Regions from separate parts of the Sus scrofa genome. Here regions 1, 3 and 4 are each linked to region 2. A link is a contact called in public HiChIP or PLAC-seq data. All regions are on one chromosome and are shown on one strand. The core of a region is the stretch at or near the end of the contact, and the rest is flanking DNA. Distances in the headings are between cores, read along the strand shown. Region 1 overlaps SLC1A2 (excitatory amino acid transporter 2). Region 2 has its middle 28 kb from the start of EHF. Region 3 overlaps SLC1A2 (excitatory amino acid transporter 2). Region 4 overlaps CD44 (CD44 antigen).

Region 1 (6,653 bases), core at 1,157-3,656, 690 kb before region 2:
CCGCCAGCCAAAAATAGGCCAACCGCATCACCAGGCTTTCGGTAATTAAACCCTCCTTCTGCAGAAGGCTGTGGCTCAGACCGGAAGGGGGCCATGGACGGGTTAAGGTGATTCCTTCCCAGCCCTGGCATTCTTCTCTTAGTGTCAGAGGCAGGCTTGGAAACCCAGGAGTGCTCCGTGGAGTGTAAATTCATAACCAGGCACCCTGTGAGGGCAGCCAGGGGCGGGCACATGTGCCGGAGAGGCTACTTAGAGATGAGGTATGCTTTGTCTCTACTCTGAATAACGTAGACTTTTAAGGGAGTCAATCAGCTTATTTTTTATAACGTTTTTGTTTCTTATTCTAAAAGTTAATTCAGGTTGGTTGTAGAAAGTTTGAACACAAAGGAGAGGATCAGTAAGGAAATAAAATCCATCCATCGTCCCATCATTCCAGTCACTGGAAACCTTTTGTGCCATTTTGTGTGTGTGTGTGTGTTTTACATCCTGGTGCAATGCCCAGTTTTCCTAAAACTGTGATCATATGCAGTTTTCTATCTTGCATTTGAAAAGTACACACAAAGTACTCACAATGACACTGTATCACATGAGGTCATGAAGTATTACTTGAAAGCCAGATGGTTTTTAGTCTGTTAACCTCCCGGTGGCCGGGGCTGAGCAAACAGGAATGGTGGCACATGCGTCCGCGTTGGTTGGAAACTGCACTGGCAGGAGTGTTCACACAGACCCTGCAGCCCAGGAGGAAGCGATGTGCCACCTGTGAGATCAGAGACACTCTGGTCAAGCAGGGAGGTGGGGAGTGGGTGAGAGGCTGCCCCAGCTTCCTCGGAGAAAGCGTGACACACTGGCTAGAGCAGTGGGCTCCTAGGGAAGGCATTTCTGGTTTGGATTCTGTCTCCGCGCTAACCTGACTTTGATAAACATACCCCACCCTCTAGAGCTCAGTTTTCCCATCTATAATGCGGAACTAATGATCATACATATTTCTTGGGGTCGTTGGAGGCCAGGACCTGGCTCGGGATAAGTACTCAGAAGTGGTAGATACTATTATGATGAATGTCTCAGATGGGCACTGGGTCAGCTGATTCCATTCTATGCAGATAGCAGGTAAATGGGTTCATTCTGTAAGAAAATCTCTGAAAGGAAGTGAAAATGCAGGTGGGATTTAACACGTTCTTCCAGAGAGGTGGTGGGGTCAAGGTGATGGGTGGTCTAAAGAGTGGAATTAAGACTTCTTCCAGGCGTGATGCTTTCGAAGTTCGAGGGGAGGGTGCTTCCAGTACCAGCTGTGAGGTCACCCACCCAGGGTCTGGATCCAGACCAGAGACAGGCACCAACCCCAGCCAGGCATCTTCTAATCGGGTTTGACGGGCCGTTTAGAGTATTTTAATAGAGCATCAGAGATTTTGTTGGGCTCAGCCAAGCTTGTGTGCACCTTAGATGGACAAGCCAGGATGGAATCTCATCTTCATGCGCCTTTGTGGAAGCATCCCCAGGTACCGGGGTTCAGCTCTGGCTCTAGTCAGGAGTGGGGAAGCATCGGAGGTGGTTGGAGAGACCTGCGTTTGAATCTCAGCTCTGCTGTAGAGACCCAGTCTCTCTTTACCTTCTCACTTGATCTGGTTAAGCGTCTGTACCTTGTGGGTTGTTGTGAGGATTAAAAGAGATGAGTCTAGGAGGTGCCTAGCACCATGCTGGCTGGCCTCCTGGTAGATTGCTCAACAAATGTTGACATCCTCTTCCACCCCCCACATGCTGCAAAATGTGAAGGAAGGAAGAAGAAGAAGAGAGTCGCTTGGTTTCTCCATCTATAAATAAGAAGCTGGGGGAGTTCCCATTGTGGCGCAGTGGTTAACGAATCTGACTAGGAACCATGAGGTTGCGGGTTCGGTCCCTGCCCTTGCTCAGTGGGTTAACGATCTGGCGTTGCCGTGAGCTGTGGTGTAGGTTGCAGACGCGGCTTGGATCCCACGTTGCTGTGGCTCTGGCGTAGGCCGGTGGCTACAGCTCCGATTCGACCCCTAGCCTGGGAACCTCCATATGCTGCGGGAGCGGCCCAAAAAATGGCAAAAAGACAAAAGAAGAAGAAGCTGGAATAAGAAGGGTTAATAAGAGTTAAAGGCTCCCTCAGCCTCTGGAGTTTGAGTGATGTCTTGTGCTCTGATTGTCCGTCCTAAAAATCAGTAGTGAGCCTCCACTATTTCCTGGCAGGTAGCCATTGAATACATATCATGTGCTGAGCCCTCTGCAAGGGTCATCTCATTCTGGGCTTTCCTTCCATGAAGGAGAAAAACTGAGGCCTGGAGACACAACGAAACTCACTCCCAGTTTCTCAGATGGTAAGTGAAGGAGCTGGGCTATGTACTCTGGTCTCTGCCTCTGGAGACCAGGTTCATAACTAGAGACTTCCGCCCCCTGCTGGAGACAATGAGTGCACAACAGACTAGCCTTTTCAGCTGCTCAATTGTTAAGCCCGTTGAAGCCCAAGGAATTTGTGTTACGGACACTGTCGTCTCCCAGGCAGGCAGCAAATAGGGAATTGTGGACAAACACACCCCCAACATCTAAGCATCTGACTCAGGCTTCCTTTAAGTGCAAGAGTCCTGTGAACAGCAAGTGCATTAGATTCTCATCTTCACTATGAGAGAGACCAGGACTTTCTAAGGTCCCTGGGTGGCTGCTCAGAGCAAAGGGCACTGAAAATCTGGAGGGGAAGGGCCTTTCCTTGTTTTTGCTTCCTCACAAAAGGAAGGGAGGAAAAGGGGCAGAGATGAAGAAGATTGTTTCATTGGTTTCAGAAGAAAAAAGCCTCTGTGTTATTGATTTTCAGGCCCCAGGCCTTTGCTGGACAAGGTTTGGTGGTCTGCAGACCACATAAAGAATCCTTGTTTCTAAAGCCTCAAACAAAACTGCCACTGAATCCATCATTTCCTTTGACACCTTGTTCTCGGGGTTCTGTTGGCCTTTTATTCGCGCTGCACCTGTGATTCCTTCCCAATGCTCCCTTTTAACGTGCCCTTGGTTTAAAATTTTAAATCTTTTTTTTTTTAGGGTTACACCGTGACACATGGAAGTTCCCTGGCTTGGGGTCGAATCGCTACAGCTGCTGGCCTATACCACAGCCACAACACCACCAGCTCCAAGCCGTGTCTGCGACCTCCACCACAGCTCATGGTAACGCCAGATCCTCAAGCCACTGAGTGGGGCCAGGGATCGAACCTGCATCCTCATGGATACTTAGTTGGGTTCATTACCGCTGAATTGCAATGGGAACTCCATGGCCTCGGTTTTTATCTTTGTTTTCACCTGTATAGTCCACACCTTAATTCCAGCCTCATTCCTCACTCCCTGGGCCCCTGCACCCAGCTTCTTAGTCATCATTTTTCTTAGGAATAAATGAGTGTGATTATTTATTTAACAAACATTTATTGAGGAGTTCCTGCTGTGGTGCAGTGGGTTAAGAATCCACCTGCAGCAGCTGGTATTAGTGCTGAGGTATGACAGGTTTGATCCCTGGCCCAGCATAGTGGGTTTAAGGATCCGGTGTTGCTGCAGCCGTGGCTCAGAATCAGTCCCTGGCCTGGGAACTTCCATATGCTGTAGCCATAAAAAAAAAAAGATAAAAAATAAAAACAAAGAAACAAAACAGCAACAACAAAAAGCATTTATTAAGCACAGAGGTCTCTGTTCCCTAGTGCCTACCACCTGACACAAAAATAAATATGACAATCTTTGCTCTAAATGAGTCCCTAGCTAAGAAATAAAGTGGATGCAAATTACTGAGGGAAGGATGGCAAATATGGGCACATAGATGGCCACTCCTCAACTTTGTGTCCATGGCAGACATTGCCCATCAATCATTACTCATTCTTTTTTTTAAATATAATGTTTTTTAATTTTTTTCCGTTATAGCTGGTTTACAGCGTTCTGTCACTTTTCTGCTGTACAGCATGGTGACCCAGTTACACATACATGTATACATTCTTTATTCTCACATTCTCATGCTCCATCATAAATGACCAGACATAGTTCCCAGTGCTACACAGCAGGATCTCATTGCTAATCCTGACTCATTCATTTTGAAGCTGGATTCAGCGATAGACAGCCACTCTTGCTGATTGGATTTTTCCCATGAATTGATGGCCGTGTAATCCATTCTTGTCTTTCAGGTGGTCTAAAGGCCACTGAGAGAGGAAGGGGAACTCATTGTATTGAGTTACTGAGTCTGAGTTGTCAGCCCATCAGTCAGGTGGTGCAGCCTAGGAGATCCTTTAGTGGGAGTGCTCCCAAGCAACCCAGCTTTGGGGAAGCCCCCCAAGCTCACTTCTCATGACACCTTCATGCCTCGCCTGCTCTCTCACGGCCCCTTTCTGTCTGTGTTTTGGAGGACTCTTCTTCTTCCTCGTTCCCCGCAGAAATAGAAATAGTTGTTTTCTGAGATTCAACTCTCCTCCTTTTTAAGGTCTTTGTTCTTGTCTGTTCTCTCACTTGGAGAGCTCATTGAAGTGGTTAACTCCCAAATCTTTATCTTCAGATACCTCTTTTTCCAAAGCCTCACCTCTGTCATTGTGGCATCGGAGCACCTGTAAGACCTGAGCCTACTGGGCTTTTCAGCTTGCTCCATGCCCCCCACTCTTGGCTCCGGGCCTCCAGAACCACTGCTGGGAGCACCTGGGTCCAGGTCCTGTCGAGTCAGCCATGGGGGTCCTGCCCCCTTGTGTTGGCACGACCCTGCCCCTCTTCTCAGCTTTGTCACGACCTATCCAGCCTCTGAGTTTCAGCTGAACTGTCACTTCACCTGGAAAGTCATTCCCAACTTCTTTATGCTTTCAGAGAAGAACCAAGGGCGGAGACCCTTATTATCTTGCCCCTCCAGTCATTCAACAAACAGCTCCTAATAGCCTCCTCAGAGTCACAGTGATTACGACATGAACCTGCCCTCAAGGAGCCTAGAGCCTGGCCAGGTTTCTGCTGCTAGTTAATTGTTCTTGTGTATATGTCACGCCTCTGCCATTAGACCAAACCCCTTGTGTCCCCACAGCCCTGTGCACGTACTAGCTGTTGAACACACCAAGTGCCCCCTTTTCCTGTTTGGTTTGCTGTCAAGTCTGGTAGATATGTGGTCCTTAGGGGAGCTCGGAATGGGTTGGAGGGCCGGCTGGAGAAGGAACAGCCCAGTGAGGCTGGACCCCAGAATAGCAGAATCTGGCTTAGAAACGGATGCTTCGAATGGAAAATGGTCATGATTAAAATGCGTTAAGGACATGGTCTGAGTTGGAGTTCCAGCTCTTCTGCTTAATAACGAAGAGACATTGGCAAGTTACTTAATTTCTCTGGACCTTGATTGTCTCATCAGCAAAATGGGTCTTAAAAATGTCACCCCTCAAGAGTGGTTGTGAGGTTTAAATAAGTAAATGGGTTTAAATGAGTGTAAAACCGTTAAAACAATGCTTGGTATAAGCCCTATTACTTAGACGTTCCTGGCAGTGGGATTTACTGGGCATTTTCTTTTTTTATATCCTTCTGTAAACAAAGTGCATATTATTTATGTAATCTGGGAAACATATAATAAAACTTTTTTTTTGTCTTTTGTCCTTTTAGGGCCACACCCACAGCATATGGATGGTCCCAGGCTAGGGGTCTAATCAGAGCTGTTGCTGGCAGCCTACGCCATAGCCACGGCAACAGCAGATCCGAGCCACATCTGTGACGCACACAACAGCTCATGGTAACGCCGGATCCCTAACCCACTGAGCAAGGCCAGGGATCGAACCCACAACCTCATGGTTCCTTGTCGGATTCGTTTCTGCTGTGCCATGATGGGAACTCCAACAATGAAACTATTTTTTAAGAGACGAAGAAAGAGTCTGGTGGGTAAGGGGATCATAGTTAGCCCCACTGGGTCCTGCTCTGTGTGTGTGTGTGTGTGCGCGTGTTTGTGTTTGTGTGTGTGTGGAGTTCTTAGTGTACTGTGTGTAGGGGAGGTAAGCTTGCAATCCCAGATGTGCCCATCTCCTGCAGTTTCACAGTGAAAGCTCCAACCTTCCTGGATGGTGTCATGCTTGGTGCCTAGGAGAACAGGAATGAAATCACCCAAGGATTCCCATGCAACAAGGACTCACTACTGATCAGTGTAGTAGCAGGTGCACCGGGTCAGGAATCCTGAGGTCTGGGCAGAGGGCTTTGAGAGTGGGAAAGTATGGAGCACAGGGGAGAAAGGAGGGAGGGAAGGCCAGACTGAGTCTGCAAAAGCAGGGGCAAAGTCTGCGTGTTTTATGAAGTGTTTTATGGTGAAGCTGTAATTGGAACCCTGGTATTTAGCAAGAATTATGAGGTGTGATGGTCTTAACACTGAGAGTCCTGGGGGTGGGGGGAGGTGGCTGAGAGAGACAGGCTGGGGAACCAGGAGGTGTAAACGTCATGGAATGGGTTGCCTGGCTTCAGCACGCTGCTTAAATCTGCCTATTTATTATTTTTTTCAAATGACCACTATTAGTTTTTTACTCTGGGGCATTCAAAACTCAACTCAGAGACAAACCAGAATTATTTGTCAGTGACTTGCTCTCTCTCTGAAAAGAGCTGCGAAGCCTAATTGAAAGGCTCATTCTCTTACCATTTTCTGGAGGCTGAAAGTGCCTCTGGGTCGCTTCCAA
Region 2 (7,043 bases), core at 841-3,340:
ATGTCAGTGTTGAAAAAAGAAACATAATTACATATATTGCAGACATTATCAAGATAATAACAGGATATTATGAAAACTCTATGTCAATAAATTTGAAATTTTAGATGAACTAAACAAATTACTAGGAAAACACTACTGACCAAAACTAATAAAAAAATTTTAAATCTGAACAATCCTGGAACTATTAAAAATAATTAATTTTTTAATTAAAAGTAAACTTCTCATGAATAAAGTGATTGAAGGCTTCAAGCAAATTTGATGAAATATTTAAAGAAAATATAATGCCAACTTTATATAAACTCTTCCAGAAAATTAAGAAGAATCTCCATTTTATTTTGCAAGGTTAAAAAAAGTAATCTTAATACCAAAACCCAATAAGAACAGTATGAAAAAGAAAATCACAGTCCAGTTTTACTCATGAACATGTGAAAAAATCCTAAATAAAATACTAGCAAGCCAAACAAGTAAGGTATAAAAAGGAAACACAGGAGTTCCCCTTATGGCACAGCAGGTCAAGGATCTGGTTATGTCACTGTCGTGGCTCAGGTTGCTGCTGTGGCACAGATTCGGTCCCAAGCCCAGGAAGTTCCCCATGCCATAGGCGGGGCCAAAAAAACCCAAAAAGGAAACACATCCTGTCCACCTTTGGCTTATTCCAGAATGCTAGAGGAAATGCTGCATTAACATCAGAAAACCAATGTAATTTGCCACCTTAACAGATGAAAGGAGGGTGGAAACAACTCAATTGACTTAAGAAGATGTGGTATATATAAACAATGGAATATTAGCCATAAAAAAGAATGAAATATTGGAGTTCCTGTCATGGCTCAGGGAAAAGGAATTTGACTAGCACCCATGAGGACACAGGTTCTATCCCTGGCCTTTCTCAGTGGGTTAAAGATCCGGCGTTGCTGTGAGTTGTGGCACAGGTTGCAGACCTGGCTCAGATCTGGCATTGCCGTGGCTGTGGCATAGGCTGGTGACTACAGCTCCGATTCGACCCCTAGCCTGGGAACCTCCATATGCCATGGGAAGCGGCCCTAGAAAAGGCAAAAAGACAAAAAAAAAAAAAAAAAAAAAAAAAAAAAAAAAAGGAGAGAAAAGTCATATAGTCATCTCAATAGATGCAGAAAAAAACATTTGGTAAAATTCAACATATGTTATTAAAAATCGTAGAAGCTAGAAAAAAGGGGTCACTGAAGTAATCTGGTAAGTAGTATCTGCTCTGAAACTTATGACAACTAATACATTTAAAAATGAAACCTGGAAAATGTCCTTTCTGAGGTTGTGAAGAAACAGGGCCCTCACTATCATGACATGTCCTGTGTCCCACACAGCAAAGCAAGGAAAAGAAATGAAAGCCACAGCCAAGACATAAAATTGTGAATATGTGTGGGTTAATTACATTATCACCTACATAGAAAATCCGTGGAAATCTGCATATCACTTTTAGATACTAAGAAAGTTTCAGGGTCACTAGATATAAAGTCAACACAGAAAAATGAATTAAATTTCCATTCACCAACCACAATTTTTCATAAACTGAAAAAAAATTAAAGATAACATTTACATTAGCATTAAAAATGTCAAAAGAAATCTAGGGAAAAATCTAACAGAAAGTGTCCAAGACCTCTGTACAAAACATCCATTATTGAGAGAATTAAAGGAGAGAAATTTTATGTTACTGAATTTGAACACTCAAAATTTTAAATAGCAATTCTCCCTAAATGAGCTCTAGCATCAATAAAAAGTCCCAACGGGATATTTTAAAGAACTTAATGAACACTTTCTAAAATTTATATGAAATTGCCAAGGTCCAAGACGAGTCAAGACCTGCTTGAAGAGGAAACCCAGGGTTGAAGGACTTGCTCTACTGGGTGTTGAGTCTTATTACCGTAGTAGAGTAGTTAAGACTGCCATTTTCATTCAAGGATATGGATGGAGGTAGATATCACTAGTGTTTTCCAATATCTGGGTATCCTCCCCTTCCAGGCACATGGCAGACAGCACTTCATGGTACCTTACTGGTGAGTATAACTCTGTAACTAGTTCCGGCAAACGAGCTGTAAGAGGAAGTGAATGATGGATGACGTTTTCACACTGAGTCAGCAAAAACCTCGGCATGTAACCTCTGCCTCTCTTCTCTGGATGAAGAGTGCTCCTGATGATGCAGCCATTTCACTTCATGAAGGATGGCTGCCCTGATGCATATCCTGCATCACCAGTGACCTGCTGAGGAAGAAGAAATAACTTAATATGTAAAGCCATGAGATGCTGGGGTTGTCTGTTACTAAAACAAAACATAGCCCATCCTATCTTGTTCAATAGAGAGACAGACTATTGGAACAAAAGAGCACCCAGAAAGAAAGCCACCCCTGTGTAGACAACTGATTTTTCAATACAGAAATGAAGTTGCAGAGTAGTAAAGAAAGAATGGTATTGATACATCTGGATATCCATTTGGGTGGAAAAATAAAACTTGTCTTTACCTCACACCATACACAGAAATCAATTCCAGGTGGATTCCCAACCTTATCTGAAAGGCTCCACTGTATAAAGCTTTTAGAAGAAAATAGGGGCAAGTTCTTCATAGTTTGGGAAAAGATTTTCTACATTAAAAAAATTAACTATGAATGAAATAGTTAAATTGTGTTCTATTCAATTTCACCAAAAAAAAAAAAAAAAAAAAGTTTAGGCAAAAGGGAATGCCTAAATTTTAATAAGAGCTATCTCTGGGTAATTACATTATGAGCTGAATTTATTTTCCTATTTAGCTTGTCTTTTTTTTTCCAGATATTGATGAATATGAATCTCTTTGTAATAAAAGAGAAAAAATAATAAGTTGTAGTTTTTACACATTTATAATCAAGAGGTAATCCAAAGGTTGAGGATATAGAATAAGAAGTTTCTAGAACTTACTTGTTAACCCAAAGAAAAGAAATCCTAATTGCGGCATATCAGGCCATGTGACAGGCAGATGCCGGTGGGATTGATAGTCACTGTGGCCTTTCTTAGGGCTCCATTTAGCTGCTAGAACATCATAAAGGTGGTCTGATATCACTTTTTTTTTTGCAGTGTATGGAAGTTCCCAGGCTAGGGGTTGAAAGGGAGCTGCAGCTGCCAGCCTACTCCACAGCTCACAGTTCACTGCAACACGAGATCCTTAATCCACTGAGTGAGACCAGGGATTGAACTTGCATCCTCATGGATAGTAGTTAGGTTGTAATACACTGAGCCACAAGAGGAACTCCGGATATCACTTTTTAAGAGCCATTCTGTGGCAGAGTCACAATCCTATTCCTGGCAGGAGATGCCCTTGAGAGTTCTCCTCCTTCCTCCCTTTTCCATTTCTGGTATCCTTTCTCTGATAGGAAGTATGTTTCCTAAGACACCAGTGTCTTTTCTTGGACTCTATCAGCCCTGGAGATGCAAGACTTCTGGTCCATGTGGCCTCCCACTGATGGGCACCAGGACCTCCCTTCTTTTTTCGGTCATGCCAATCCAAAGCTCTTTGTAAAATCTTTATTAGACACATGTTTGACTCTGAACAGCCTAAATAGGTAAGCATTTTAAGATCTAAAGCGCATATAAGGATACTTTTTACTCTTGTTTTTAATCGTTTTATTGGCTCTCGTTTATTCATTGAACATTTATTGGGCATGGGCAGTAAAGTCATCATAGACCACAGCTCCTGAAGCCCTGAGAATTCACTACTTAAATTCTGGAGTCTGGCAAAATATGGAATGGAGATATGGAGAATGAGGGTCATCCAGAGAAAAAAAGGGTCATTCTACCAACAGGTAGAAATGGCAGGACCCTTGGGATAACTGGGTTTTAAATAGGTGGGTTCAGAGATTCTAAAGTGCCTCACAATGGTCATGAAGAAGCTTCTGGAACAAGGGTGGGCAGCTAGTTGGAAGGGCATTAATGGCAGCCATTTTCATCATCATCAATGGTATTTATTGAACACCTGGCAGAAATTATGCCAGGCACCTTACATACATCATCTCATTTAACATCTACAGCAATCCTGGAATTTATAGTATCTCCTTTTTGAAGATGAGGTAATTGAGACTCAGAAGAGGTGAGGTAATTTGCCTGAAGTCCCAGGGTTCCAAGAGGGTGGTGTTGAGCTGGGAATCTGTCAGACTGGAAATCCTGCCTCTTCTTCTGACAGTAACTCCTACTCTGGGCACTGGTTGTTATTCATCAATGTCTTAATAAGAGATGTCAATTTCCATCCTTTTGGGGGAAAACAGGAACCTCGATCTCTGGAGGCTATTTGTAGCTGGCATCAGTTTCTTTAGGACAACTTCCTGTTTTTGAGACATTGTCCCCTGGGAGGTGGGGACAGAGCCGTGCCTGTGGCAACAGGCTGTCGGGAGACTCTAGTGAGATCATGCCTACAAAACACTTTGCTCAGAGAAGAGGCTCTCGGTATCCTGGCTGCCATCATTATGCTGTTTGGGCCCAGGATGACCAGCCATCCTTAGCTTTGCATGCAGTGGGGAAAGACTTCCAGTTGCACAGATCCAATGGTTTGGCTTGATTCTGGTGCCCACGTTTTTCAGGATCATCTCATCATCCTGAGCATCCACATTCTGCGTGTCCCATGGGTGTGACACTATATCACCAAGTCCTTAGGTCCTGAGCTGTCTCACTATCACTAAGACTTATTATCACAATAGGAAAATGATGAGATAGTGACTGGTGCTCAGATAAGAAACTCCAGTAAGTTTCTATTTCAGATCCTATGAAAGAGAAACAGTGCCATGAAGCAAAACATGGAGGCTTAGAGATCAAATCGGGGGTGGTGGGGGAGGCAAATCAGAGTGAGAATGTTGCTCAGCTCCTTTCCGCTGTGTGACCTTGGGCAATCAGTCAACCTTCTGAATCTCTATAGCAACTAGATAGTAAGAACTACCTCACAGCTTTGTTAGGGGGATTGCTATATAATATAATGATGTCAAGTGCTTAGATCAGAGCCTGATCTATAGAAAACAATGAACAAATAAATGTTCCTGAGAGTTCCCTGATGGCCTAGTGGATTAAGAATTTGGCATTGTCTGGAGTTCCTACTGTGACGTAGAGGAAACGAATCTGACTAGGAACCATGAGGTTTTGGGTTAGATCCCTGGCCTTGATCCTGGTTAGATCCTCAGTGGGTAAAGGATCTGATGCTGCCATGAGCTGTGGTGTAGGTCACAGACACGGCTCAGATCCCTCTTTGCTGTGGCTGTGCTGTAGGCTGGAGGCTACAACTCGGATTAGACCCCTAGCCTGGGAACCTCCATATGCCATAGGTGCAGCCCTAAAAAGACAAAAGACAGAAAAAAATAAAATAAAATAAAGAATTTGGCATTGTCATTGCTGTGGCTTGGGTCACTGCTATGGTTAGGGTTCAATCCGTGGCCCAGGAACTTCTGCATGCTCATTATTATATTATCAAATGGATAAAAACCACCAAACAAAACCCAACTAAGATTTGTTTAACAGGTTCATAAAAAGTTACCCGAAATGACTTGTCTCTCCTCCTAGATAGGTCTGCTGTTTGATGTATTTGAACAATCAGCTAAACACATGAGAAGAGATGTTTCTATTTAAGGAGCTCCCACTGTGGCACAATAGGCAGTGTCTCTGCAGCACCAGGACTGCGGGTTTGATCCCCAGCCAGCACAGTGGTTAAAGGATCTGGAGTTGCCACATCTGCAGCATAGGTCATAACTGTAGCTCAGATCTGATCCCTGGCCCGGGAACTCCACATGCCACAGGGTGGCCAAAAAAGAAAATTAAAAAGTCAATTTGAAATGTTTAAGGAAAAAGCGATTTGGCAAGCAGGTAGAATCAGAAGAACTGGGCCTCAGTTTCCCTCTCTGCATGAAGAGAAGTCTGGAATACAAGCTGCTGTCTTTCATCTTTGACCTTCATAAAGCAGCCTGATTCTGCAAGGGTCATCCTAGCTACTCGTGTATGCATCTAGCAACTTCTAATCCTGCCTGGCCCAGGAATACCTGGCATCTGGTGCCCTTCTCTGGGTGGAGTTTTTGCAGGGCTCACACAAGCCCACTGCCTGGGCATATCTCCACTATCCCTAAGCCTCCCTAAGATCCACCAGTTCCAACATCCCCGAGTGCCCACCATACGCAACCACAGAAGGCAAAATTCTAACCCGCAGTTCCGAGAACTTGCAGAGAGGAGAAATGGGGCTTTATTGGTTTCCAGCGTTACCTGCCCAACCTATTCAGGAGGACATTTCCTTCTTTCCTCCACAGCTTTGGAGAGTCCTTCTTCTTCTTCACATTCAGGGGACAGAAAGCTAGCAGCAGAACTTGGCTTTTTCCCAGCGTGACAACGTGCTTTGGGGTTAATGAAACATCGCCACCTGGTGGAATGATACTAAGCTAACTAGACAGAGAGTGACGGACTTCTAGTCTCCCAACAGGTAAGGTCACAGAATCCCAAAGAGAAAGAGCTAGAAGGGTCCTTAGAGCTTGGATCCGATTTCTTTACTAAATAATGGAAATGTTGTATAGAGATGGTTTGTGAATGTCAAGACTAGAACCCAGAACGACTGACCCTTTGTGTGAATAATGCCGCTTTCTTCCTTCTCTACTACCTACCCCGCACAACGGATACTCAGTCATCCCATACTGTCGCCCAAAATGACTTAATAACTGAGGCTAGCAAAGTCAGGATTATTTCCATCCTGCATGTTTCCTCTTGCTTTTTATCAACTCTACGGAGGTAGAATGGGAAGACTAGAGGAGTTGCAACCAGTAACTGGTATAAAGAAAAGACAGATCACACACCTATGGTCAATTCTTCTTCAACAAAGGGGGCAAGAATATACAATGGAGAAAAGACAATCTCTAAGCAAGTGATGTTGGGAAAAGCTGGATAGCTGCATGTAAATCAACGAAGTTAGGACACTCCCTCATACCATACACAAAAATAAACTCTTAACAGCTTAAAGACATAAGTGTAAGACATGACACCATAAAACTCCTAGAAGAGAATACAGGCAAAATCCTCTGACATAAATT
Region 3 (6,506 bases), core at 1,210-3,709, 750 kb before region 2:
TAACTCGCAAATGTGCATTCCTATTTCAGACCTTTTCTCAAAGCTCCAGATTCATATAACCTACCACCTATTGCACATCTCCATTTGTGCAATGCACAGACATCTCAAAATGACCATGATACAGTGGAACTCTTGATTTTTTTCCCCCACAGCCTCATCCCTACTTCGCACGTTTCTCTAGAGATTCAAAGCCAGAAATGTAGATATTACCCCAGATTTTTTTTCTCTTCCATCAGTCCCAACCTACAAGCTTTCTCTCTTCTATTGCAAAATGTACTGAATGTACCTTTTCTGTCCGTTGCTGTGGCCATCACATGAGCCCAGACAAATGTCATTGCCCCAGTGGAGGCTTCTTCGAAGCCTCTTACCTTTTAGTCTTCAAATATCCCAGGGTCTGGCCCACCTTAGTGCCCACCCTCTTTGTCTGGACCACTTCCTACCCTCCACCTACTGCCATTTGCTTGACTGGCATCCTCTTATCCTGGTGCATCCTTCAGTTCTTAGCTTGAACTCAATCAGCATCTGTTGATTGAATAGTCAGTCCAGCTCAGCCTGGGGATGCAGAGAAGACATCTCAAAAAAGGTGACATTTGAGCTGGTTCCTTTCCAGGAAGCTTGTCCCCATCACACTTATTACAGCATTTAATTGTGACAGAGCAGGCTAAATATTTTCTTGTCTGTCTGCTCACGATCCTGGTATCTCTCTGAGGATCAGGACTACATTTCTTTGTGCCCCAACTTATCATTATTGCGATGTATGTTGGTATAATCGAATTGTCTACTTTGGGAAAGAGACATGCAAGGACATAGAGGGCACAGGGGGATGGCTTTAAGGGGGCAGCTGGACCAAAGTTGAAAAAAAAAAAAAAAAACGTTCTTTCACTTGCTGGAACAAGTCCTCCTTTAAAGTTCAGCTGAACTTTCCTGCCTAGCCGTCAATAACCAGCCTTTTAACTGCAAAGGGCTGATAGGGTTCAAGTAGGTTGTAAGAATAATTAATTGGGCAGCAGCTCATCTTGGGAAGCCAAAAATGTATTTGTCACAGTCAGTCATGGTCCCATGCTGGTGTCTGGAAGAGGTTACAAACTCTTATAGCTGCTGTTATTTTAAAATGCAGTCATGTGGCTCAGTGGTTCATGAACCCGACTCGTATCCGTGAGGATGCCGGTTTGATCCCAGCCTCGCTCAGTGGGTAAAGGATCCAGTGTTGCTGTGAGCTGTGGTGTAGGTCGCAGAGGCGGCTCGGATCCTGCATTGCTGTGGCTGTGGTGTAGGCTGGTGGCTGGTGATTCAGCCCCTGGCCTGGGAGCCTCCATATGCCTTGGGTGCGGCCCTAAAAAGACAACAACAACAAAAAAATGCAATCAAAGGTAATCAGGTAAGACTTTTTTTGAGCCCACTCGCCACCTCTTCCTGCATTTCCCCCCCAAACCACCTGCTTCCTCTCAGCGTGATGTCTCTCTAGTCCTTTTCCTTGTTCCTTGTGAAGGAAAACAAGGAGAAGCTAGCAGGCACTTGGTATTCAGACACAAAGAAGGATGGGGGTCAAAGATGATGTTTAAATTACATAAGTGAATAAATCCAAGGCTCAACGTACAACTGCTTGTGAAACTGATGTAGGAAAAGTTACCAGAAGCTGACAACATTGGTGTAAATTGATGCTTTTTAATGTTTGCAGAGATTCTGAATGTAGTTAATCATTCCCAATAGAGTTCTCTTCTCTGGCTTCCTATCGTGGTCGGGGTAGGGGAAAAATAAAGAGCCAGGGGTCTTAATATGACTTGGCATTGGTATGTATATTTTCTGGCAATATAAATGAGAATGTGTGATATGTCTGTATTTCCTGAAGTGGAGTTTTCTGGAGGTTTCTGGGAGCGGGCTATATGGAGGGGTCCTTGTTGTGTCCTGGTGGGATAAGAGGATAAAGACTCTGCGTGGCATGTTCTTCCTTGACTCTTAGGAAGAATTCTTTTTTTTTTTTTTTTTTTTTTTTTTGATTTTGCATCTTCCTCTTTTGTGGATCCATTTAGGAAGAAGTCTATGATTGGATGAAGGGCCAGTTTCTGGAACCCCTTTTCTGAACCTTAGGAGAGAAAACCTTCAGCTGAAAGTGCCCTCATCATCCTTATGGAAAATGCTAGATTCCTCCTAGATTCAGAACTGGGGCATTCAAACTGCTGTTTTTAATGTGAAAATAGAGTCAGGGCAGAGATGCCATATTTTCTAATTTCCTCTGTCTAGAACTCTTTGTTAGTTGGAGCATCCGTGGATTGTGTTTTTACTTTCTTTGCTTTCTCTCTCCCTCTGAAGACACCCAGTAAGTCCCCAAGAACGTGACCTCCAGATCTCCACACACAATCCACATGTAATTAATTGTTCAATGGTCAGACAGACCCAACAGTTTGTCCAGCAGGGGGTGCTGTGGAGCCTCCCATGGGCCACCTGCAGGGCCAGGGTGATTTTCCTGCTGCCCTGAATCGAGAGCTGGAGGGCAATTGTCTGCATCCCCAGGCCAGCCCCAGCTGTTACCTCCCTTTGGGAAAAGAAACCCAACCGCTTTGACTGTTTACATTCCAAGTGACCTGGAGTTGTTAAAACAACCAGGGGACCGGGGCTCTGGAGCCCAAGGCCACACCTGGGACGACAGGCCTGAGGTTGAGAGCCAGTTGACAGCTGTCACCACCAAATACCACCCTGGTCCTGGGTCCTCACCCTCCCGGTCTTTCTTCCTGAGAGTCATCCGTGGGATTCGAACAAGATTTGGTATGTCCAACCTGGTTGGGTCTGGGTTCTTGGCCGACTTTTTAAAGTGAAGGGGCAACCCTGGGAAAGAAGGGAGACCTTTAATGAGGGAGGAAAAAGACACTTGAGGGCTGGAAAAGTACATTTGGAAAGGGCTGGAAGGGCCCCAGAATAAACAGTGCAAGAATGGAAGCATGAAAACAGATACTCCTCTTTTCAACATGACTAACCAGCCCCCCCAAAGTCCAGCTTGTGTTCCAACCCAGTTGCAAGCAGGAAACAAAATTAAAATAGGCATGAAAATGCTGTGCTTTTGTTACCGGGCTCACTCCCTCAGGAGGAGGCCGAGGAGGAGTCGGGGACTCAGCCACGTGTCCATATGCTGCTTGAAAGAGGATGTTTCTGTTCACTGTTGAGCTGCCAACGGCAGGGAAAGGTTCCTGAGTTTTCCAGGAGCAGGAAAATCATGCTTCCATGCAGCCGTGACTTTTGTGTCTAGTCGGGGGCATTTTAGGTTAACCTTTGAGTCTCTCGTGTCATAGAATTGCAGGGTATTTAGGGAATAAATAAATGCAAGCCGTCGAGGAGTTCCTGTCATGGCTCAGTAGTAATGAACCCGACTAATGTCCATGAGGACACGGGTTTGATCCCTGGCTTCGCTCAGTGGGTTAAGGATCCGGTGATGCCGTGGGCTATGGTGTAGGTTGCCGATGAGGCTTGGATCTGGTGTGGCTGTGGCTGTGGTGTAGGCCAGCAGCTGCAGCTCTCATTCGACCCCTAGTCTGGGAACGTCCATGTGCAGTGGGTTCAGCCCTGAAAAAAAAAAAAAGAAAGAAAGAAAGAAAGAAAATCAGTTGAAAAGTTCCCTGGGTGATTTCTTTACCACAAGAATTTCTGAGTCCTCCTTTAAGAGAAACAGGGCTGGTTTCATGGGTGTGTGATGGGCAGTCACCTGGGGCCCTGGGCTCAGAAGGGGCTTTTCCTGGGTTTCATGCTCTGCAATCACCATCCTTAAACTCTTAATAACAGAGGCCTTGGCTTTTAATTTCACACCGGGCCCCACCTATTAGGTGGCTAGTCCTGCAGGGAAGCCACATATCCACAGGGCCGTGTGAATTTCTGCTGTTCACGGTGATAGTGAACATGATGAAAATGATAACCTTGAAAATATCTGTCTCTTGCATTGCACTATTATGACAATGAGACGCTTTGCATAAAATAACTTCTGGAGCCAGCATTGCATTGTGGTTGTGTATCTGTTTTCATGCTTTGGATGTGTTTGATATTCAGGCAAAATTGCCTGGTCCACGGCTTACTAACAGTATAGCTTCAGGGAAGTTCATTGGCCTCTCAGACTCTTTATCTGTTCAGTAGGGGCAATATCACCACCTGATAGGGCTTTGGGAAGGATTAAGGCAGGATGTGGGTGAAGCACTTGGTAGAGTGCGTGAGACCTGGAGGACACCCTGTAATGACTGTCTTCTTCTTCTTGCAATAGCCTGACTGTATTGCTTTCAGTTTGCTGGACTTAGGCGGGGTTACCCATCCGGCTCTTTGCAAATTAGGTTGCTAACCTTGGTGTGTACCCACAAGTGTGTTTGCTAATTCTTTCTCATAGAGCCACAGGTGATAAGATTAGAAAGTAGGGCCTGGACTTCTTTGTTCTTGTAGAGGTGGTATTTGCACTAGTGGAGATTCGTTTGAAGAGTTTTCTCTTTGTGTGCTTTTAACCCTTGAACTAGTTTTTACTTGTAACACATTTGACTCAAAATGCGTGGCACCTTTTCCACCACACTCTCCGACACCAGATGGGTTTCCTGCAATTCAATTCAAATCAGATCCTTCTGCCTGGAGTTTGTGTCAGACCCCTTAGGTTAAGGGCTCCATCCCAAGAGACTGCCCCCACGTGACTGCAGGTGCCCGTGGCAAAGTTATACTTCTGATTGACAGGCTATAAATTCTGGGAGTTCCCACAACCCCCTCCTCAGGTTTGATGATTCTCTAGACCCACTCATAGAACTCACCCTATTATAAAGCGTGCAATTCAGGAACAGCCAATGGAAGAGAGGCACAGGTCAAGGTATGGGGGGAGGCATGTTGCCTCCCCGCCTCAGGGCACACTTTGATGTGTTTCCAACCCAGAAGCTCTCAAAGCCATCCATCCTTTAGGGATTTCTATGGGGGTCTCCTTATGTAGACACGATGGATCAAATCACCAGCCACTGGTTAGTAATTCACTCTCCAGCTCCCCTCCCCTCCCCTCCCCCAGGGTCAGGGTAGAGGGGAGGCTGAAAGTTCCAACCTCTAATTGTACCTTGGTCTTTCTGATGACCAAGAAAGCTACCAAGGGGCAGGATCCCCAGCCACCAGTCTTCTCATTGGTCTACAAAAGGCACGCTTATCCCCCTGGAGAGTCCTGCCATTTGGGGAGCTGTGATCCCTCCAGGAATCAGGGACAGAGACCAAATATTTATTTTGTATTGTGTCACAATCCTGTACTAGGATGGTCTCCCCAAGCTAGAAGCCTTCTGCTCCCTTCTCATTCAAGCGTTCTGAACGTGTCTAAGGATAAGATGGATTGTTTCAGGCGATGTTGGACAGGGAGCTGGGGGCAGGAGGCCTATCCAGCCTAGGTCAGACTTCTGTCAGGCAGGGGCACCGTGGAAGACAGCCCAGATTTGGAAGGAGGGTGGGTGAGCGTTGCTTCCTCTAACACCGAGGGTCTGTGATGTCCTCTGTGACGTTATCCCCATCAACTCCAACGACTGAGGATTCAAGATTTTCCAGCACCTTAAAACCACCTTTTAAAATAACTCAATGAATTTTATTATATTTACAGTTGTATAACCATCATCATAATTAACCATCTTAAACATCTTATGGGTGTGTGGTAGTGCCACTGTAGATGGCCAAATCATGTGACAGAATGTTACTCTTTTATTGGGTGAGCTGGTTTAGGGGGTAAAAGGAGCCTCTGTGTGCTGTAGGAAAGAATGCTTCTATCTTCCAAATAAAACACAAAAAGTCGTGTCCAGCTGGTCACTAAAATATTACTATAGGGTTATCTTCAAGGAAAATCAAATAGAGAGACTTACATGTTTTTCCCCCCTTTTCTTTGTAATGTTATCTCTGTTAAAATTTCCATGGGATTCTGACTTTTCAGGGATATTCTATATAATGTGTGGCAGGAATAAGCTATATGAAGACAGCATTCTGGAAGACTGGAGAGTTTATCTATTACAAGTTTATTCATTATACATGAAATCCATACTGGTTAGATACAAACAAGATCTAAAAAGTCCATGATACCTATTATCTCATAACCAGCTATAAAAATCTTTAATATTGGTATATTTCATTTGGAGCTTATGCATATTTACATGTCAATACATTTTTAATAAAAGTGGAAGCATGACCTACAGATTGTCTTATAAACTAATTTTTTGCCTTGGCAATGTGTTATGAACATCTATTTATAAGTAAATCTATAAACTTTAATGACTATGTAGTTTCCATTTTGTGGATATATTCTAACTTTCAAAACCAGTCTCCTGTTGTCAGATACTTGTTGCCAATTTTTCACTGTTATAAACATCTTTGTAGGTACAGCTCTGCAAACCCATCTCATTATTGCTTTGGGGTGGATTTCCAGAAGTGGAATTGCTGGGTCAAATGATGAACAAACTTATCAATTTGGCATATATTTCCCAATTGTGCAGTGACTGGGGGTGGGACAGGAGATGGAGAGAATGAATGCAATTGTC
Region 4 (6,558 bases), core at 1,336-3,835, 560 kb before region 2:
TCAGCCAATCTATAGGATGGAGGAAAAAAAAAATGAATGTTCCCTTCTTTCCCATCAAGGGGCTGTCCTGTTCCCCTTCACCCTTTAGCTTGCACAGAAGGGCCATCAGGTTCAAGGTGAGACATTTAGGAGCGTGTGCTTCCTTTCCGGGACCTCCGAGAGAGACCTCCTCTTAGCATTAATTTTTTTGTCACAGCTCAAAACTCACCTGGAATTTGAGATTTCCGTATAGGACCAGAGGTTGTGTTTGCCTCACCTTCTTGACTCCCACTTGAGTGGCCTAGAGAAAAAACAACATCCTTCAACCAGAACTTGGAACACACAAGCACGAGTTCCTTACAGAGCAGCACACAGGGCCAACCGCTGTGGGGCTGCATTACCGCAAAGCTATTTATAGATTCGAGCCACAGACATTCATAATACGTCGCATGAAAAATATCTCCCCAGAGGAGTTGGTTTGATTAAGGCTAAGGTCTGGACATGTTATTTTTCAACAAGAGCACGAGGATTCACTCCAAGGGTACAGCACAGGAAATCCGACTTCTGTCTCTTATCAGCAACCGCTGCTGGGTCAAGTCATCCCTCTCCAGGTCTATTTTGTCACTTATAAAATAGGGGAATAAAGGAATCCGCTTCATCACCATTTTTCAGAGGCCTGAAGAGGCGAATAAGCGTGATAACTGTGTGCAGTTACTGTAATAGGGAAGAATCTGTATATTTGATTACAAATTCATCAGTGAAGGGATGTTGCTGTATAAGCTTAAATTATACATAATATTATCTGTGTAATATATAAATTATACAAGTAAAGGGAACCCTACCTCTCAGGTAATGAGCTGGAAGCTAAAATACCTTTGTTTAGCTCACAGGAAACATCCTGACCAGGCACACTTGCAGAAAGGAAGAAATGAACAAACACATCCCCTCTGGAGGCTGACCGGAACCAGGAAATATTTAACTTTACTCCCTCCCCTTTTAGTATAAAAGAAGCCTGGATTCTAACTCAGGCAAGAAGGATTTTGGGGATACGAGTCTACCATCTCTTGGCCTGATGACTTTCTGAATAAAGTTGCTTTTCTTTGCTGTAACAACTTGTCTCTTGATTTACTGGCCTGTCGTTTGGTGAGCAGTACCATCTTGGACTTGGCAATGCTACTGTTTTCTATTTTTAATTTAGGACCTTGCCACTCAAAGCATGGGCCCAGGACCAGCAATAGCCCATGGAAGCTTGCTGAGAATACAGAGTCTCGGGCCACCCCCAAACCACAGAATCCTCATTTTAACGAGATGCCTAGGGCTTTCAAATGCTCCAGATGGCCTGAAGCAAATCTAAAAACCACATCCAGTATCTTCAATGGACATAACCATAAATATTAAAAAAAATAAGGATTCTGGGAGTTCCTGTCGTGGTGCAGTGGTTAACGAATCTGACTAGGAACCATGAGGTTGCAGGTTCGATCCCTGCCCTTGCTCAGCGGTTAACGATCTGGCGTTGCCGTGAGCTGTGGTGCAGGTCGCAGATTCGGCTTGGATCCTGCATTGCTGTGGCTCTGGCGTAGGCCGGCAGCTACAGCTCCGATTCGACCCCTGGCCTGGGAACCTCCATATGCCGTGGAGCGGCCCAAGAAATGGCAAAAAAGACAAATAAATAAATAAATAAATAAGTAAGTAAAAAAAACACATTTAAAAAAAATAATAATAAGGATTCTGGGTGTGGTGGGGAGGGCAATGGCCCTTTCTGTCGGTGCAAAATCACCCTAATGAGAGTGTCTACTGATGCAGCCCCAGAATTTTTAGAGGACAGCATTTTCTACTGCTACACAACCAAATAAGGAGACAAAGAATCTCAAACTGGACGGGAGCAGGAAGTATCACAAGATAAAGAATCTACGAGTCAGAACAGGAGGTTCATCAAAGTGAGGGAGGAGTCATGTTTTATGTATTGTTAATTTTTAAAAAATTTACTGGCCACACCCACAGCATGTAAAAGTTCCCAGGCCAGGGATCCAACCTATGCCACAGCAGTGACCCAAGCCATAGCAGTGACAACACCGGATCCTTAACCCGCTGTGGCACAAGAGAATTTCATTTTGGGGGGGTGGGGGGGGGAGGGGCAATCATGTTTTAAAAGAAATGTCTAAGCTCTCTTGTGAAGATACTCACCCAAATGAAAGTTTGGGGAATATGTGTGTGCGCGCTTGCGTGTGTGTTGTGCTTCCTCCAGTGCCTCCAAACAGAATGTGAAAAATTCCCACCAAAATGAACTATTTTTCCCCTACCCAATGGGAAACCCATGGCAGAATCCCCTGAAAGCTGCCAAGGGAAGAAAAAAACTGAGAGGTCTGTTTGGCTAATCAATGGATGAAGATGGCCAGGTCTTAAATGGCCTTTTCTCAGGAGATTAAGTGTAGACTCTGCTCAATGGACTGTGAAATGCTGATGGCCATGGTTATTTTGGGTAGAATGGCTCCTGTGGATGCAATCTGACATTCTTGTTAAAATTGAGCAAAACAAATTCTACCAGAGGTCTGTCTGTTTCAACTTCCCATTTTGACAGCGGTCTTTTACTTGACAAACCTCAGAAGTCCAAGGGCCTTTCTCTAGCTGCCTTAGTCATTATTGGCAAGTGTTCACCTGCCCGGGTCAAGGGACATTGGCCATCTAAACTGGAGCTCTTTGGCCTTGAAAACCACCTAAGAGGTACAGTCACTCTTGTAGGCCTTTCTCTGACTCAGAGCAGCCTTTTGATATTCGAGAGGGAGGCCATTAATGGATCATAATCTCTTTATTTTGATTTTCAAAAGAAGCGCTCCCAGCAAGGAAAGATCTGGGTGTGTGTACAACCAGCTGAACACTCCCATTTGAACAATAGACACCTGCACAGGAGTCAAACAAAAGAGGCGACTCCCGCCCACCTGATTCTCACTTCAAGCAAGAGCCAAAGAAGATGGACGAGACACAGCAGGCCTCACCTCCTGCCCTAGAGGTCTCTGCAAAGCTACCCAGGGTAGGGCTGGCTGGGAAAGCAAGTTCTGCAAAGAGGAATGCTTGACACTGCAGCTGGGAAGTGAGGTCCAATTAGCGTCATGTGCAGAGAGAGAACTCAACCGGCTTCCAGCTTCCGCTGTGAGGACCCAACAGTCTAAGATGTGCTTCGTAAGCTTTCATATACAGATAAACCACGTAGTGGTGGTGGGATGGGGTGGGTCTACTTAAATGGAGCCCTTGTTTCAGTGGGTCTGGGAGAGCTGGGGATTCTGCATTGCTGGCCAGTTCTGAGATGAACCAAGGACCACACTTGGAGTAGCTGGGGTCTGTCGCCTTTGGAGAGTACTGCCTTTAGTCGTTAAGTCCCTATCATTTCCAAAATATTTTCTTCGTCCGGATACCTCCTGCTCTTCACAAGAACTCTAGGAGGTAACAGGGGCCAAAGTTCTGATTTCCTTTTTACTAGCAAAGAAATTGAGGCTGGGAAAGGCTAAATGCCCCCACCCAAGGCCCCCAGAGAGCCTGTCTTTATTTTAGAAGCATTTCTACTGGGCCTCTACATCCCTGTGCTCTTAGGTAATAGATTATTACTGAAGCTGCCATGTAAATATCCATCTTCATATTTGCTTTAAGTGTGTGAACCCTTAAGCCTGGAGGCAACCCTTTCCCACTTGGGCATAAAGGGGAGGACCTGGCTCACATGCAGCCACCTGGTGCAGTGATGCTCAGGGAGACCACAGGCAGACAGCACCTGCGGAACCTTTCAGTAGCCCCAGCATCTGTCATCACAAGTCACCCGGCCTCATGGCAGACTTTTGCTGCCTGGAGTTAAGTTCTAGGGGTGTGATGATTACAGTAATTACGGCTGTGATTATGGTCATCACAGGGTACTTTCTCCAGATCATGCTTCTGAGAGGTAATATGAGACCCCTGGGCTTGAAGCCTGGCTCCACCCCTCAGCTCACTAGTCATGCCAACTCATCCAGGTTGCTTAGCCCCTCTGAGCCTTAGTTTCCTCATCTGTAATACTGGGAAAATAAAAGTACTGACATAATTAAATGAGTTAATAATAGATGAAACATGAAATCACCCATACTTGTTGACCTACAGAAATGGCAGTTTCTTATGGTCCAATCTAACATGTGTAAAGTGTTAGAACGATGCCACCAGCACACAGTAAATTCTCAATAAACGCTAGCTAGCGTGCCATGTGCCGAGGGGTTATGCTAAACGCTTTACAAGTATACATCATTTAGACTTTAAAGCAATGCCCTGTGACAATGATTATCATTCCACTTCTCAGATCCTTTAAAGGAGTCCCCAGTTAGCATGTGGAGGAACTGGAATCAAACCCACACCATTCTTTCTCCAAAATCCACATTCTTCATCACCTGGTGTGATGCAGTGTCAGACTGAGACCCTGCCTGAATTCTTCCTGGTCCTCTCACAGGGAAGAATTTTCTCAACAACAGTAATTCTCAAAGTGGAGTCCCCGTCCAGCAGAATCAGCATCCCCAGGGAACTCACTGGAAATACAAACGCTCAGGTTCCACCCCAGACCCACCCATCAGAACCTTTAAGCATGGGGCCCAGCAATGCAGCTGGATAAGCCCTCCCTGTGGTGGTGATGCGTACACAGAATGTATGAGAACCAGTCTTCGGGAGACACGGACTCACACGTCATGAATAATCTGCAGGTTCCCTGAGGAGAACAGTAAATGACTAAAGCAGTTCAAACTCACCAGCTGATTCAGATCCGTGAGTAGTAAAGGACCTCCCGCTGGGGTCAAAGTAGGGGTCTTGGTCTTCTGTAAAGAGCAATAAGGAAAGGTTTAGTACTGTGTGTTCAGTGGCACTGCCATTTGTGTTTCCTCATATCTGCGTTTTCATGCAGCGCATCACAAAGTTTAGCCTTTTTCTTTTTTTTTTTTTTCCTTTTCTGACTGCCCCATGGCATAGAGCGTTCTCAAGCCAGGGATCAGACAGAGCTGCAGTTGCCACCTATGCGGCTGATGCAGCAACGCTGGATCCGCTAACCCACTGTGCCGGGCTGGGGATTGAACCTGCGTCCTGGCGCTGCGGAGACACCTCCAATCCTGTTTTGCCACAGCAGGAATTCTGTTTGGTCTTTTAAAGGTAACCAAAAAAGATGACAAAGGAGTTTTGAATGGGTCCACGATATGAATTACTTAATCCACCTGTGAGTGGGCTAGAGCTCAAATCAAAATTTAAAAAACTGGGACAACACAGTCCATCAAGGTGACCATAGAAGTGTAGCTTTAGTAGAAACCCGCAACCTGTAACACTCTAACAAAAATATTATAAGGTTTTGAAAGTCAGAGGTTGGAATTTGACACTGTGTCTTTGAACAAAGGATCATATGCTTTGGATTATGACAAATGGGAATGGATGTACTCCGTGGTTTAGGGTATGAGACATTTAAGAGATTTCTCTGAAGCGAAAAACAGAAAAATGTTTTGGTGTGCAGTAAAAGATCCTGGGGTTGAATTGTGTGAGAATTCCGAGAGAAAAGTCAACTGCTTATTTAGAGAAAACGAGTCTGAAAATAAGTTGAGAAAGACATGGGGAGACGAGAACTGGCATAAGCCCAAGGTGTACCTGGTTATTAGAACATGTTTCAAATAACATTTTCCAAAAATTAAACCTGGATGTTCAACACCAAGAGTTAAGACAACCCATCTTCTCAAACATCCATCACCAAAAGGCTTTAGATAAGGATAAGTCCATGAATTGCTAAAAATCTGCATCCACAGACCAAATCTTGGATTCAGCACATGGAAATGCTTGCTCTTCTCCCCCCCCCCAATACATTTTCTAAAACTATAATGAAATCTTAAAGCAAAATAGGACAAGAGTTTCATAAAATGGTTATTGTCACCCATTATGAAAGGTGCCCACAAGGAATACACAGTGATCTGATCTTCGCCATGTCCTTGTTTAGAGAAGTGGAGGCAGGTGGATTAAGCAATGTAATCTCTCAGGTAACGGAACAGAGGAGACAGGTTTTTGTTCCTTGGCTGATGGTCAGAATAACTGAAAAGAGCATTCGCTGAAATGTCGACACCAATACCACCACCATCGTGTACCCGCACCATCACCACCACCACCACTCCCACAATTCCACGTGTTTTCATTCTTAACATTAAGCATAAAGACTGAGGGGAAAAAATGTATGAGAAGAAATGAGTCTTAATTGAGTGTTTTGGAAAAAAAACTAAAGATGCTAGTCAGATCTTTTAATCCATGAGAACCATGGGAAATCTGTCTGTACCACTGCGGAATGTAGAAGGAATCAGGGTATGGAAATATCAATTTTCTAGAAAGCATTTTATTTACTAACAAATAGGCTATGTAATCCTCTGAGGCTATAGTAACTATTAAAATTGCCATTTAAAATTCAAGTTCATTAGGTGGCATCACAGATCTGATTTGCCGAGACACCAGGCAGGGCTCTAAGAGTCATTTCTCCAGAAGAACCCCCACAAGGCTACTTGGAATTTTCAATAACGGAGGGTAGAACCCCACTGAATAAAGAACCAATGAGCATAG

Evidence for each region. HiChIP or PLAC-seq counts read pairs in DNA pulled down with a chosen protein or histone mark.
Region 1: a contact with region 2 is called in an H3K27ac HiChIP or PLAC-seq map of alveolar macrophages. The contact joins two enhancer-like sites. A contact is called at or near these places in 1 of 47 Hi-C or Micro-C datasets (embryonic fibroblasts) and 1 of 2 datasets of contacts at active chromatin or transcription factors (alveolar macrophages).
Region 3: an H3K27ac HiChIP or PLAC-seq map of alveolar macrophages shows a contact between it and region 2. The contact joins two enhancer-like sites. A contact is called at or near these places in 14 of 47 Hi-C or Micro-C datasets (blood, embryonic fibroblasts, epiblast stem cells and 9 more) and 1 of 2 datasets of contacts at active chromatin or transcription factors (alveolar macrophages).
Region 4: an H3K27ac HiChIP or PLAC-seq map of alveolar macrophages shows a contact between it and region 2. The contact joins two enhancer-like sites. A contact is called at or near these places in 1 of 47 Hi-C or Micro-C datasets (embryonic fibroblasts) and 1 of 2 datasets of contacts at active chromatin or transcription factors (alveolar macrophages).

The regions. Positions count from the first base shown.
Region 1 is chr2:25,670,060-25,676,712 of Sscrofa11.1, forward strand. The region is part of intron 1 of SLC1A2 (excitatory amino acid transporter 2); the gene reads left to right. Among named protein-coding and RNA genes, the nearest start is that of SLC1A2, 69 kb to the left of the region's middle. Within about 2 kb of position 2,407, at least 6 of the 83 cell types and tissues checked have an H3K27ac peak or open chromatin away from gene starts, as enhancers often do. A contact at or near this core is called in alveolar macrophages, where this site is marked.
Region 2 is chr2:26,365,036-26,372,078 of Sscrofa11.1, forward strand. No RefSeq gene overlaps it. Among named protein-coding and RNA genes, the nearest start is that of EHF, 28 kb to the left of the region's middle. Within about 2 kb of position 2,091, at least 2 of the 83 cell types and tissues checked have an H3K27ac peak or open chromatin away from gene starts, as enhancers often do. A contact at or near this core is called in alveolar macrophages, where this site is marked.
Region 3 is chr2:25,617,707-25,624,212 of Sscrofa11.1, forward strand. All of the region lies in intron 1 of SLC1A2 (excitatory amino acid transporter 2), which reads left to right. Among named protein-coding and RNA genes, the nearest start is that of SLC1A2, 17 kb to the left of the region's middle. Within about 2 kb of position 2,460, at least 3 of the 83 cell types and tissues checked have an H3K27ac peak or open chromatin away from gene starts, as enhancers often do. A contact at or near this core is called in alveolar macrophages, where this site is marked.
Region 4 is chr2:25,807,201-25,813,758 of Sscrofa11.1, forward strand. CD44 (CD44 antigen) reads right to left here. Exons shown (of 14, transcript XM_013994425.2): 11 at 4,731-4,796; 12 at 209-280. Among named protein-coding and RNA genes, the nearest start is that of CD44, 74 kb to the right of the region's middle. Within about 2 kb of position 2,586, at least 8 of the 83 cell types and tissues checked have an H3K27ac peak or open chromatin away from gene starts, as enhancers often do. A contact at or near this core is called in alveolar macrophages, where this site is marked.